2 separate regions of the Anas platyrhynchos genome follow, and region 1 is linked to region 2. A link is a contact called in public Hi-C data. All regions are on one chromosome and are shown on one strand. The core of a region is the stretch at or near the end of the contact, and the rest is flanking DNA. Distances in the headings are between cores, read along the strand shown. Region 1 has its middle 13 kb from the start of RNF146. Region 2 holds the start of ECHDC1 (ethylmalonyl-CoA decarboxylase 1).

Region 1 (5,591 bases), core at 2,644-5,143, 66 kb after region 2:
CAGCCGTAGTATCACTGTGTTCCCTTGCTGAACCCAAAGGAGGAGGGTAGAAAGAATAAAGTACAGTGCAGGGAAGAAAAGTTCTCATAAGTATCACAGTGCCTTTAGGACTACAGCTTTCCAATATCTGCTCTGGCATCAGCTTTACCAAAACGGTAGCCAACTTAGCTTTCTGTGAGGTGGCTTAAAATACTTACCTGTCTCACTGGGGCCTTGTGAAGGTTCATTAGTTAAAAACCTTTGCAGATGGAAAGTGCAAAATGGGCGCATTCAGCTGCATAATCCTCTCCAGGCTTCGAAGCATCATCAGGAGACCTTCTGAGGAAAGCAGTTGTTTCTCAGCCATGGATACTTGCCATGTATATTTCACTATGTTTTCTTGAGTTTGTAACTGCTTGGATTTTGTTTGCTGCATATTTCTGTTCAGTTTGTTTGCTAGAATCTCAGGATGAAATACATTTGTTCAGTTTGTGGTGATGCTCCTCTGGGGATTGCTACACCTGAGACAGCCTTTGTGTACATCAGTTCATAATTATTGGTCTCATGAGAAGTAAAATGAGATAAACTGTTCTGTGGCAGGACTTCTTGAATTAGATCTCGTGGTGCATCTGGAATATTAGCTTGGAAATTGCTTGTGGTTTTAGGTCCGTTTTAATAACTCTGAAAAGCTTCTGATGTATTAATGCATCATTGATATGCAAGAATGCGTGTTCTTTCCGATGGCTCAGGTAACCAGATTAGGCATTTTGTTATTACATTCAAAGTTCTCACATGAGCTGCATGTTAAAAAGCTCTAATTATGTGGAGTATTGAAAGCTGGGGGGAAGAGCAATGACATAAGGGGTTCTTGTTTCTTGACTTACAGCAGTGCTGCGAGGGGATCATGTCACAAACAGATGAGGAGCCTCAGTTCCTCCTCCTGGCTTTGAACAGGATGTTACTCTGGGCTCAGTTCTGGCCCTTGTTCTTCTGCATAACACTTTCCCCCAGAATTAGTTTCACCGATTTCAGCTAATTCCTTCAGATGTGGGATAATCACTTCTGCCACTGCTGTCATCCCTCTCCAAGGAAGTTGTGATATAGTCCTTCATATTCGAGTACAGGCTTCAGATTTTCCATTATCTTTGAAACAAGCTCTGAAAAATCTCATTCTGCGTGTCTCGGTTTTGTGTCACCATTTGGCACTGCTGACTTAGCTGTGTATTGGATAATGCCACAGGGACACGTTCATGGCTAGCATAGCTGAGTGCAATTCCGGGGAGTTTAGCAGACTTTCAGCTGCTTACATCAGCCATGAATAATGTGTAGCCTTTAAATCAGAGAGCACGTGAGCAGCAAGACAACTCAGTTGCATCCATTCCCAGTATGAATTCCTAGATTTATACCAGGGCTAAATTTATGATATCCATTTACCTGAGCGCTCAAAGCTGTCCTCATAATTCATGTTGAGCAGTGTGCTGCAACTATGTTGTTCCTCTGAGCGTGAATTAAATTCATTGCTGTTATAAGAACACATAACTCCCTGAGCTCCAGTGAAGCGACATTGGGTTACACAAACTGAGTCCTATGACTTCATCCAAGGCTCAGTTAGAGGTAAAACAATTGGGTAGTGAAACAAAGTCGAAAACATCTGTAATGTCATAAAGAGTGAGCAGTAAGGCTAGAAGAGGTGATTGAATATGGTTGAGTGAGTTAATTTACTTCTGATTTATAGTACAGACTCTGAAAGTCTAGGGATAAGTAGTACATATTTAAGGAGGCATAGTGCTTTTGTTTGATAAAATATGATTTGCACTTTTACATGTGTTTCCATAGCATGAAAACTATCCGTATATGTTTAAGGAATGTATGCAGTTGTATACATCCTCATGTATAGAGCTGTGGATGCTTCGCGGTCTGTGATCTGCAGAAAAATTTCTGAGATGCTCTGGCCCAGGAAAGGAGATGGTCTGTGAAGGTTCAGATAAATTAGCACTGGTAGGTTTGGTTCAGCTTGACTTGATGTTGAGTAATTGCATTGACAGGGCAATTCTTTGCATTGTCAAGCTTATTATCGCTCATTACTCCCATATCAGTTGCTAGTTTGCTGCAAAATGACAGCAGGAGATATAAATTGCAAAGCTCTGCAGAGGAATGCTTTGGACACGGGGTATCTGTACAGATGTGGTGGATGGGTTGGGATTACTGAGTGAGCGTGGAAGCTGGATATTTCTGCTGAAAAGTTTGGCAGAGGTTTGGTTACTTATTTTATAGTTTTACCTGATATCATCAGGCTTCATCCTTCAGCACAGTGTGAAAGGTCTTCAGGGCAGCTGTGAGCAAAAGAGAGGCTGTTGCTACCAGGGCCGATAGCTGCCGTGCTGTTCAGAGCTGGAAAGGTGTTTTTGCCTTGATGGCAGATGCTGAAGAATCACATCACAGGAAATTGCCCTTGTGATCTCGTTCATGTGTAATGAGATGCACACACAAATTCCCACAGTGTGATGGCAGCAGGGGGCTGTACAACATATACAAGGAGCACCAAAATCGTCATCTTTCCACTGTCCATCTGTGGGTAGAGCAGTGGAATAACACCATAATAGAATAATTGCCATAATATTATTTGACACTGTCAGTCTTGCTGATAATTGAATGTGTTTAAATTAGGAAATGCCATTTCTTGAGATGCAAAGAAAGACAGCATTGTTAACCACCAGTAGCCATAGCTTAACAGGTAATTGCAGCTATGTATGAGCCGTGCTCGTTTGATTAAATTGGTTTACCCAATAATTGAAGGCTTATTGTGATATAATTGTAATTGTAACATACTGTGTTATTTCTGAACAATAGAAGAATAAAGGCTAAAGGGTATCCAGTGGAACAAACTATCTCCTGCATGCAAATAAATTATCCCGTCACTGCTATAAACAAGAAGCATTGTGTTCTGCCAGACTCGCAACAAAGAAATCATTATCTGTCTGGCCTTTGCATTGAAGAACAATAATCTGTATTTCCAAAATTAAAACCATAATTAAGCTATTATTATGAGTCCACGAAACAAGAATGAGGAAAATGATAGAGTTAGTCCCCTCTGAGTCTCACATCCCCAATTAGCAACCCCTGAATCTGTGGTTCACATTTTTCCCACATAAAGATAGCTTTGCCTGGCTCTCTGTTGGCTATGGAGGCATCACCCCGTGGGGCAGTCAAATCACAGCAGCACTTCTCTCATTACTCACCTGCCGATGAGACAAGGGACTCATTGGGATGTCCTTCAGATACTTTGGGATGGACATAGTTCCTGTTTGGTGCTGGAACCCAGAAAACTGCACAGCAGCTATTTGACTGACAACTAGTCACAGATATTTTTGAGCCAGTGGAAATAGGTTGAAATCATTCCTAATGCCCTTCTTCAGGGTTGCTTTGACTCTCCTTTGTGTGTGGATGGAAGTCCTGGTCTTAGTCAATGTGTCTATACAGAATCATAGCAAATAAGAGTGAAAAAAGACAAAGGTGATCTTTCAAAGCTTTTACCACAAAGCAAGGCCTCCGAATTACAACTGAGAATACATACCTGTGTATATATGTTTGCCCATATTATTATTATTGTCAGAACAGGCCAAGATCTTCACAGGTGTTATGTTTCATATACTATTAATTTGCCATTGAATTTAGAAAGAAGAAATCGTTCAGCTCATCTGGACACAGTGACAAATATAAAAGTTGGAAAGAAGTCCCCCAGTCAGTCTTTGGTACCTCCTAAGCTTCCGCAGAAAATGAGCAAGTTATAATGCTGTAGCTAAGGAATTTGCTACATTACCTAAGATGGCTGACGGTGCAGAAAGAACTTAGGATTTGGAAACTCGAGTCTGCAGTGAGTCAGAAAATATAGAGAACAGTCTTCATTTAATGTGACTCACTCACATCCTGTCTCCAGATTTAAGGCTGAAACTGACTGAGCAAAGAGTGCGGAATACAGTGGAAGGGTAAGGTCAAGACAAAAAGCAAGAAGTCTTTTTTTTTTTTTTCCTTCCTGTAATAGAAACTTTCATGGAAAAACATGATCCAGAGCAAGTAGTAACGAAGTTGCAGGTAAACTGTGTTTTTTAGGCTCTGTTTTTGCCTCCTGTACCTGCCCGCTGACTTTCTCAGCACTGCTACCTTACTTGTGCCTGGCTGTCAGCAGCTCTGCAGCCCCGTCAGCTCCTGCCCTGCACCCCTGTGTTTTGCTGCTGAGCACACACAGCACTGCTCAAGCAATGAGGCCACCTGCGTGTCCAAGGGCTCTCGAAATAGATCTTTCTAAAGTAGATCTTCCTTTGCTTCCTGGCCATGTGATGCTAAGTGCTTCAGTGTGCGTGGTCTAAACGGGGACAGCTGCAGGTCAGGAGCGCCGCTATGCTCACATCTCAGCTCTGAACTGGGCCACTGGGCTGTGACCCCAGCTGGCCTGCTAGCCCAGAAAAATGTCACCTCCCAGGGTTGTTCTGCTTGGAGTAGAGGCCTCTCCCCGTCCCTTGGCATGTGTGTCTTTAACCTCCCAATCACAACACGTGCATGAAATGACACCTGCTGGGGTGGGCATTTAGTCCCAGGTTTTGCTTTTTAATTCTGATTGCATTAGGCAGTTCTTTGCTCTGCTTTCTGAGGATTCCTATAGGGACCAGGAGGTGCTGTGGGGGAGCTTGTCTCAGTATTGACAAGTGTCATTTTTGACAGGGGAGGAAGGGTTTGCGTTTACAATCTAACCCTAAGGCTTCTGAGAAATCCAAGGCAGTCATTCATTTTTATTATTTTTGGGTATAATGTATATGCATACCGTAAGATGTCAGAATCATTAAAATGATTCATTAAAATTTCATCTCACTACCCAGAAGGGGACTGTTGGGGTTGCTCTGCATTGCCATACCCCATACGTCCCTCTCCGGAGCGATACCAAAGGGCTGGACCCAGGAGTGAGTTTCCACAGGAGTCAGTGGGATGGGCAGAGATGTGTGCGTGCTCCCTCTGCTGTCTCTTCGTGCTTGTTGGAGCAAGCTGCAGCGCTCATTCTCCTCTGCAGAAGTCTGCACTGGAAAAGGTTTGCCTGAGCTGAACAGGGTTGCATTGTGTGCATGGCACGAGCTGGGTACAGTTCAGCTGATGTGGTCATTAAAAAGGTCCTACAAAGCCTGCGGTCCTGGCTCTGGCTGTGGGGTGGGCATCTGGGTAATGTTAGAGAAGGCTCTGCTCCTCCAGGCAGTGTCTTTCAAGGTGCAATGTAAAGCAGCACTCCTGGCTGCTAACAGGTATCACTGGGCCTGTAGAATTTATTTTTATTTTTATTTTATTTTTATTTTTATTTTTAATTTTAATTTTATTATTTTTTTATTTTTATTCTGTGTGTGTTAAAATAGTACTATCCTACTGAGGATTTAAGAAATTGCAATTTGGTTGTCTGCACCCTTCCTCTTCTCCTCCAAACTCATGAAGACAAATTACAATTTTTAAGTTCAGAAAGTAAAACAAGTCACTGCATGAGCAACCAAAATAAGGAAGCCAATATTCCTTTGAATTCTTGTCTTCTGACCGCAGCCCTTCCCTTCCCGTCTTCTTCCCTTTTTCCCTGGTAG
Region 2 (4,897 bases), core at 258-2,757:
ATACTTTAAAGTGAGTCATCTTACATATGTATATTAACAAAGACATAGCAATAAAGAGCAGCAGGCATTTGCATATTGCTTTGAATACACAAAGCAGCTGTGTATTCAAAGTGATCTGCATTGAAACGACCATTTATTTTCCTCAGTCTAGTTCCTGGTGGGGCAGCACACGTCCTTCCAGGAGGTAAAACAAACGGCCAGGGGAAAGACAGGACAGGCAGGGCTGTGACAGTGTCATTTCATGCCAGCTCTAAGTTTACACTGAATCTCCAGGATGAATTACTTTCCATGCAGGGACAGCTTTCAGAGTGCTGGTGCCGGTGAGTGGTACCTGATGCTGGGGAGGCAGCGGCCAGGAGCTCTCCTTTCGGTAGCTGCGCACACCTAGAACAACACAAACCAGACACGTGTTAGCACAGAGTGGGCATTGCTCCTTATGATGGCAGCGCAGGGCCCGTGGCAATAAGCTGCATGGGTGTGGAGGGCAGGCCTGGTGTGGGCAGGTGCCGTGGCCGCAGGGGTTGGGACAGCCAAATATACTGACTGAAGTTAAGCCTGGCTGCAGGCAGGGCTCTGGGGGCAGAGGCACGTGTTGCGGTGCAAGGTGTCATCCTGGATGGATGGGGACAGGGACACATTAACTTCTTGAATCATAGAATCGTTAAGGTTGGAAAAGACCTTCAAGATCATCTGGTCCAACCAGCCACCTACCACCAACATTACCCACTAAACCATGTCTCTAAGCACCAGGTCCAACCTTTCCTTGAACATCCCCAGGGACAGTGACTCCTCCACCTCCCTGGGCAACCTGTCCCAGTGCCTGACTGCTCTTTCCGAGAAGAAATGTCTCCTCATTTCCATGCTGAACCTCTCCTGGCACAACTTGAGGCCATTCCCTCCGGTCCTATCAGTACTTACCTGTGAGAAGAGGCTGACCCCCAGCTCCCCACACCTTCCTTTCAGGTAGTTGTAGAGAGCAGTAAGGTCTCCCTTGTGCCTCCTTTTCTCCAGACTGAACAACCCCAGTTCCCTCAGCCGCTCCTCACAGGACTTGTGCTCCAGGCCCTTCTCCAGCTTCATAGCCCTTCTCTGGGTAAGATTCCAGGGCCTCAGTGCCCTTCTTGTAGCGAGGGGCCCAAAGCTGAACAATACTCGAGGTGCAGCCTCACCAGAGCAGAGTACAGGGGGACGATCACCTACTGCTCCTGCTGGCTGCTCTATTCCTGATACAAGCCAGGATGCCGTTGGCCTTCTTGGCCACCTGGGCACACTGCTGGCTCATGTCCAGGGGAGCATCCACCAACACCCCCAGATCCTTTTCCTCTGCCCAGCTTTCCAGCCCCTCTGCCCCAAGCCTGTAGCGCTGCACGGTGCTGTTGTGCCAGCACTTAGCCATGCTGATCCTCATCCCACTGGCCTCTGCCTGCCACACCGGCTTGGGCCGAAACTCAGGGTTTTTGGCTGAAAACCCAGCTTCCAGCTGCGCACACTACAACTGGAGGAGACACAACCCAGCTGCCCTGGCAGCAGCGGTCCCCGGCAGCGCGGTGGTGTTTCCTGGAGGGGCCGCTTTCTCCGCAGCACCGCCCTGCCGGGGGAAGGGGCACAGCTGGAGCCGGGCCGGGCTGCGGGCAGGTCGGTGCCTGCCTCCCCCGGGGGACGGGGACAGGGACAGGGACAGGGACGGGGCTGAGCGGGGCTGCGGCGGCGCCTTAGGGGGGCGCAGGGGCTCGGGGCGGCGGCGGGCAGCAGGGGGCCGGGTGCCCGTGTCGGGGTGGAGAGCTGCAGCGCGCTCCCGCATAGCGGGCGGCAGGGAGGCTCTGCTGGGGAAGGCGCTTCAGCCCTGGGAGCCTGCTTTGCTCGCCACGCAGGGTGGCTGCTGTCTAAAATGTGTGTGTGTGTCCTGCCACGGAGCCGCCCCGCCGTCCTGGTAGTGCCCCGTGTGACTGCAGGGGGCTGGGGGGTGACACCGCTGCTGTCCCCGCTGCTGGTTTTTGGCTACAAAACTTGGTGTCATTTTCAAGGCGTATCGGGAAAGTATCACGAGAGGTGACGGCCAGGATGAATTCACCGCTTTGCTTTTTGTGGGTCAGGATTTGGTGACTGGGAGGCAAGCAGTGAGCTGGCTGGGGTCATTTGTGATCCTGTGGGGTGGCGCGTCTGCTCCCCGTAAAGGTGTCCAAAACACACCTAGCGGACAGTGAGCATTGCATGAACTTAAAATGAGTTTTTTTTTCCTCGCTGATATACAAACAGACCTCTTTAGACCAATGCATTAGCAATGAGGTGTCTGTGTGCTTTCTGCAGAAGATAGCAGGTTCTTGCTCTCACCCTCTGCTGTGAAACTCGGTTCCTGTGCTCACTGTGGGACCAGAACCAAATGTTATTGGGTAGTCTTGTGTGTATTTATGGAAGAGCTTCTTTTGTCAGCTGTTTTACGTCCTTGAAGGCCGTTGTTTTTCACTGGATTTGGGTAACTTTCTGTGTGATTTGTTTACTAAATCTTAAAAATAACTGAAGCATGATTAAAAGGGAAAATAATTGGTTAGGAACAGAGAGAGACGATTTAAATCTAAAACTTAGCACGCAGGGACTAAGCAGAGAACAAATGGTTTAGAAACCACACACCATCCCAAAAAGTGATCTGTTCAGAAACAAAGAAAAAACAAGGAAAAAAAAGAGGTAGAAGCTGAAAAGAGAAAAAATCATAAAAGCAACTGTAAAAGAAAAGAGGTGTAAAGGGTAAACCATATTAAAACTAAAATCACCAACAATGTTTTTTGTAACTTGCAATGTTAAAAATCTTTTTCCAAAACTTATTTCATGGTGCGTGGTTTGAAGCATCTTAAGTTAGTTTATTTGGATGTCTCACATCTTGTTCTCTCAGTTCTGGACAGGTAAACATCGTTTCTAATGCTGAAAAGTGGAAATTGGGAAGCCCAAACTGCTTGTTCTCTGAATATATTATAATGGTTAAAAAAAGTCCTTTCTAATTCTAGGTACTTCTAAAGTCTGATTTTAGAGGAATTGCAAAGCTCTTTAAGGATCTTCACACTGAACTGCAGAGATTATTGATCCTGCCTAATTTGGCTATGATGTAGGTACCAGTAATGATGTACTAAAAGTTTGAACAAGCTTCAGCAGGTTTGAGAGCAAGTTTTGTGCATCTGATCCCTCGGCCTGCATAAGATCTGCTCACTGCTTTCTTCCAGCTGAAGTAAAGCCAGCCGGAGAGGTGTCTGCCCTCAGGTTGCCTCGGCTGGTAGTTGTAGGAATGGGAAGAACCTGCCAGGTAAGGTGTTTAAGTTCGCCTGGCCATGCATCACTGAAGGAAACAGGACTGATGCATAAGCAGATGAGATAGGTAGATGGAGGGCTCTGTAACCTTCAGGTGAGGGGTGCTGACAAGCAGCTGGCATCAGCGGCCTGCTCAGCCAGTGCTGGGGTGATACCTCCTGCCTTCACCTTTCTTGTGTTGGAAGCCAGGGTCTGGGGACTCCTCTTCACTATGAGGCCCACGCCCTTGTCTTGGTTTCTCATCCAGGCCGTCCTTTGCAGTTTCTGAATTCCATCCCCACCTCCAACACTAGAATTTCCTTTTTTTTCTTTTCCTCCAACACTCACCAGCCTGCTGTCCCAGGTTTCAGTCAGCTGGTGTTAACGATTATCACTCACTTTCAACCTACCTATTTTGTACAGATGGACTATTTTCATGCTTTGGTTGTGTTTCCCCTTCGCTCTGCTCTTTTGTCTGCTTTCATGCCATTGAGGCAGTTGTGCTGGTCCTCAGCATTGGCTCGCTACTTGCCTTCCATTTGGTAGTCAGTCACCCTCACAGAGGGAACCCAGTGCAGCACCCATCAGTCACCCTCACTGTTCCCTAGCACAGATGGATGCCTTTGACAGTGACTGGTAACACGCATGCATGGTTAAGCTGTGAGTCATCTCATGATCATCATCAGTTTACATTTTCTACCCCATTCTCCACACCCTGCCTTCACACTTCTGTGCTTGTCACTGAAATTACAGCTGCTGGAGGTCAGTGTCAGGTCAAGTTCCCTAGTGTTTCTTGATCTATCAGCTGCCTTTAACACGTTTGTCAGTATCTTATATTTTTCTTTCTAATTGTTCTTTTGTTATGCAATTTGAATATTTTCTTCTCCCTGATATTTTTTAAGGACTTTATAAATTCTGTCCCTTTTTTTTTTTTTTTTCCTGCTACACTTTATCTCAGGATACCTTTATCCAAAACCAGAAACTCAGCTGATGTCTCTTTGCAGGTGATGCACAGGTCTATGTCTTCACTTCACACCTGTCACTTCCTGACCCAAAAGAAAGAGCATCCTTATTTCTCTGATATATCACGGCCAGTCATTGTAAGCTGCTTGGTGATAGCACGTCCCTGCATCCTTTCTCCCCCTTTTCTTCTTTCCTGATTTGTGTCAGTAATTCAGACACTATCTTGGAGTTGGAGTTTTCCCTGCTTGCGTATTTTAACTTGTAGATTATTTCTGTGTAGCTGCTCTGTAGCGCAGCTTTTCTTGTTTGAGCATTCAGCTCAAATGTCTGCCTGAGTTCCCAGCACCCAGTTTTCTGGTTTATCTTAGTTTTGACCATCCAGGAGGTTGCTGTGTGTATCCTTTAACCATTGCTCTGGCCAGTCATCTTTATGCTCGCTGACAATACTGACTAAGGTTGCTGTTTGATACAGTGTGTTTTAAAAGAAAAATTAGGGTTGCAACAGAACAGTGGGTTTTGGCAAGGACAGGTATGCTTGGTTGAGAGTTGGGGCGTATTGTTTTCCCAAGGAATCTGCCTACTAGAGATGGAATATCGATGCTTATATTTTCTCTGTTTTATTTTTATATTAATTTGAGTACTGAATTCTAACTAGGCT

Evidence for each region. Hi-C and Micro-C count contacts between places; a contact is called where the count stands out from the background.
Region 1: a contact with region 2 is called in a Hi-C map of skeletal muscle, with 2.6 times the contacts expected there. The contact joins the enhancer-like site here to the promoter of ECHDC1 in region 2. A contact is called at or near these places in 3 of 8 Hi-C or Micro-C datasets (liver, skeletal muscle and subcutaneous adipose tissue).

The regions. Positions count from the first base shown.
Region 1 is chr3:65,111,953-65,117,543 of IASCAAS_PekinDuck_T2T, forward strand. No RefSeq gene overlaps it. Among named protein-coding and RNA genes, the nearest start is that of RNF146, 13 kb to the left of the region's middle. Within about 2 kb of position 3,894, at least 2 of the 8 cell types and tissues checked have an H3K27ac peak or open chromatin away from gene starts, as enhancers often do.
Region 2 is chr3:65,048,044-65,052,940 of IASCAAS_PekinDuck_T2T, forward strand. ECHDC1 (ethylmalonyl-CoA decarboxylase 1) reads left to right here and starts at 1,508. Exons shown (of 6, transcript XM_038176638.2): 1 at 1,508-1,635.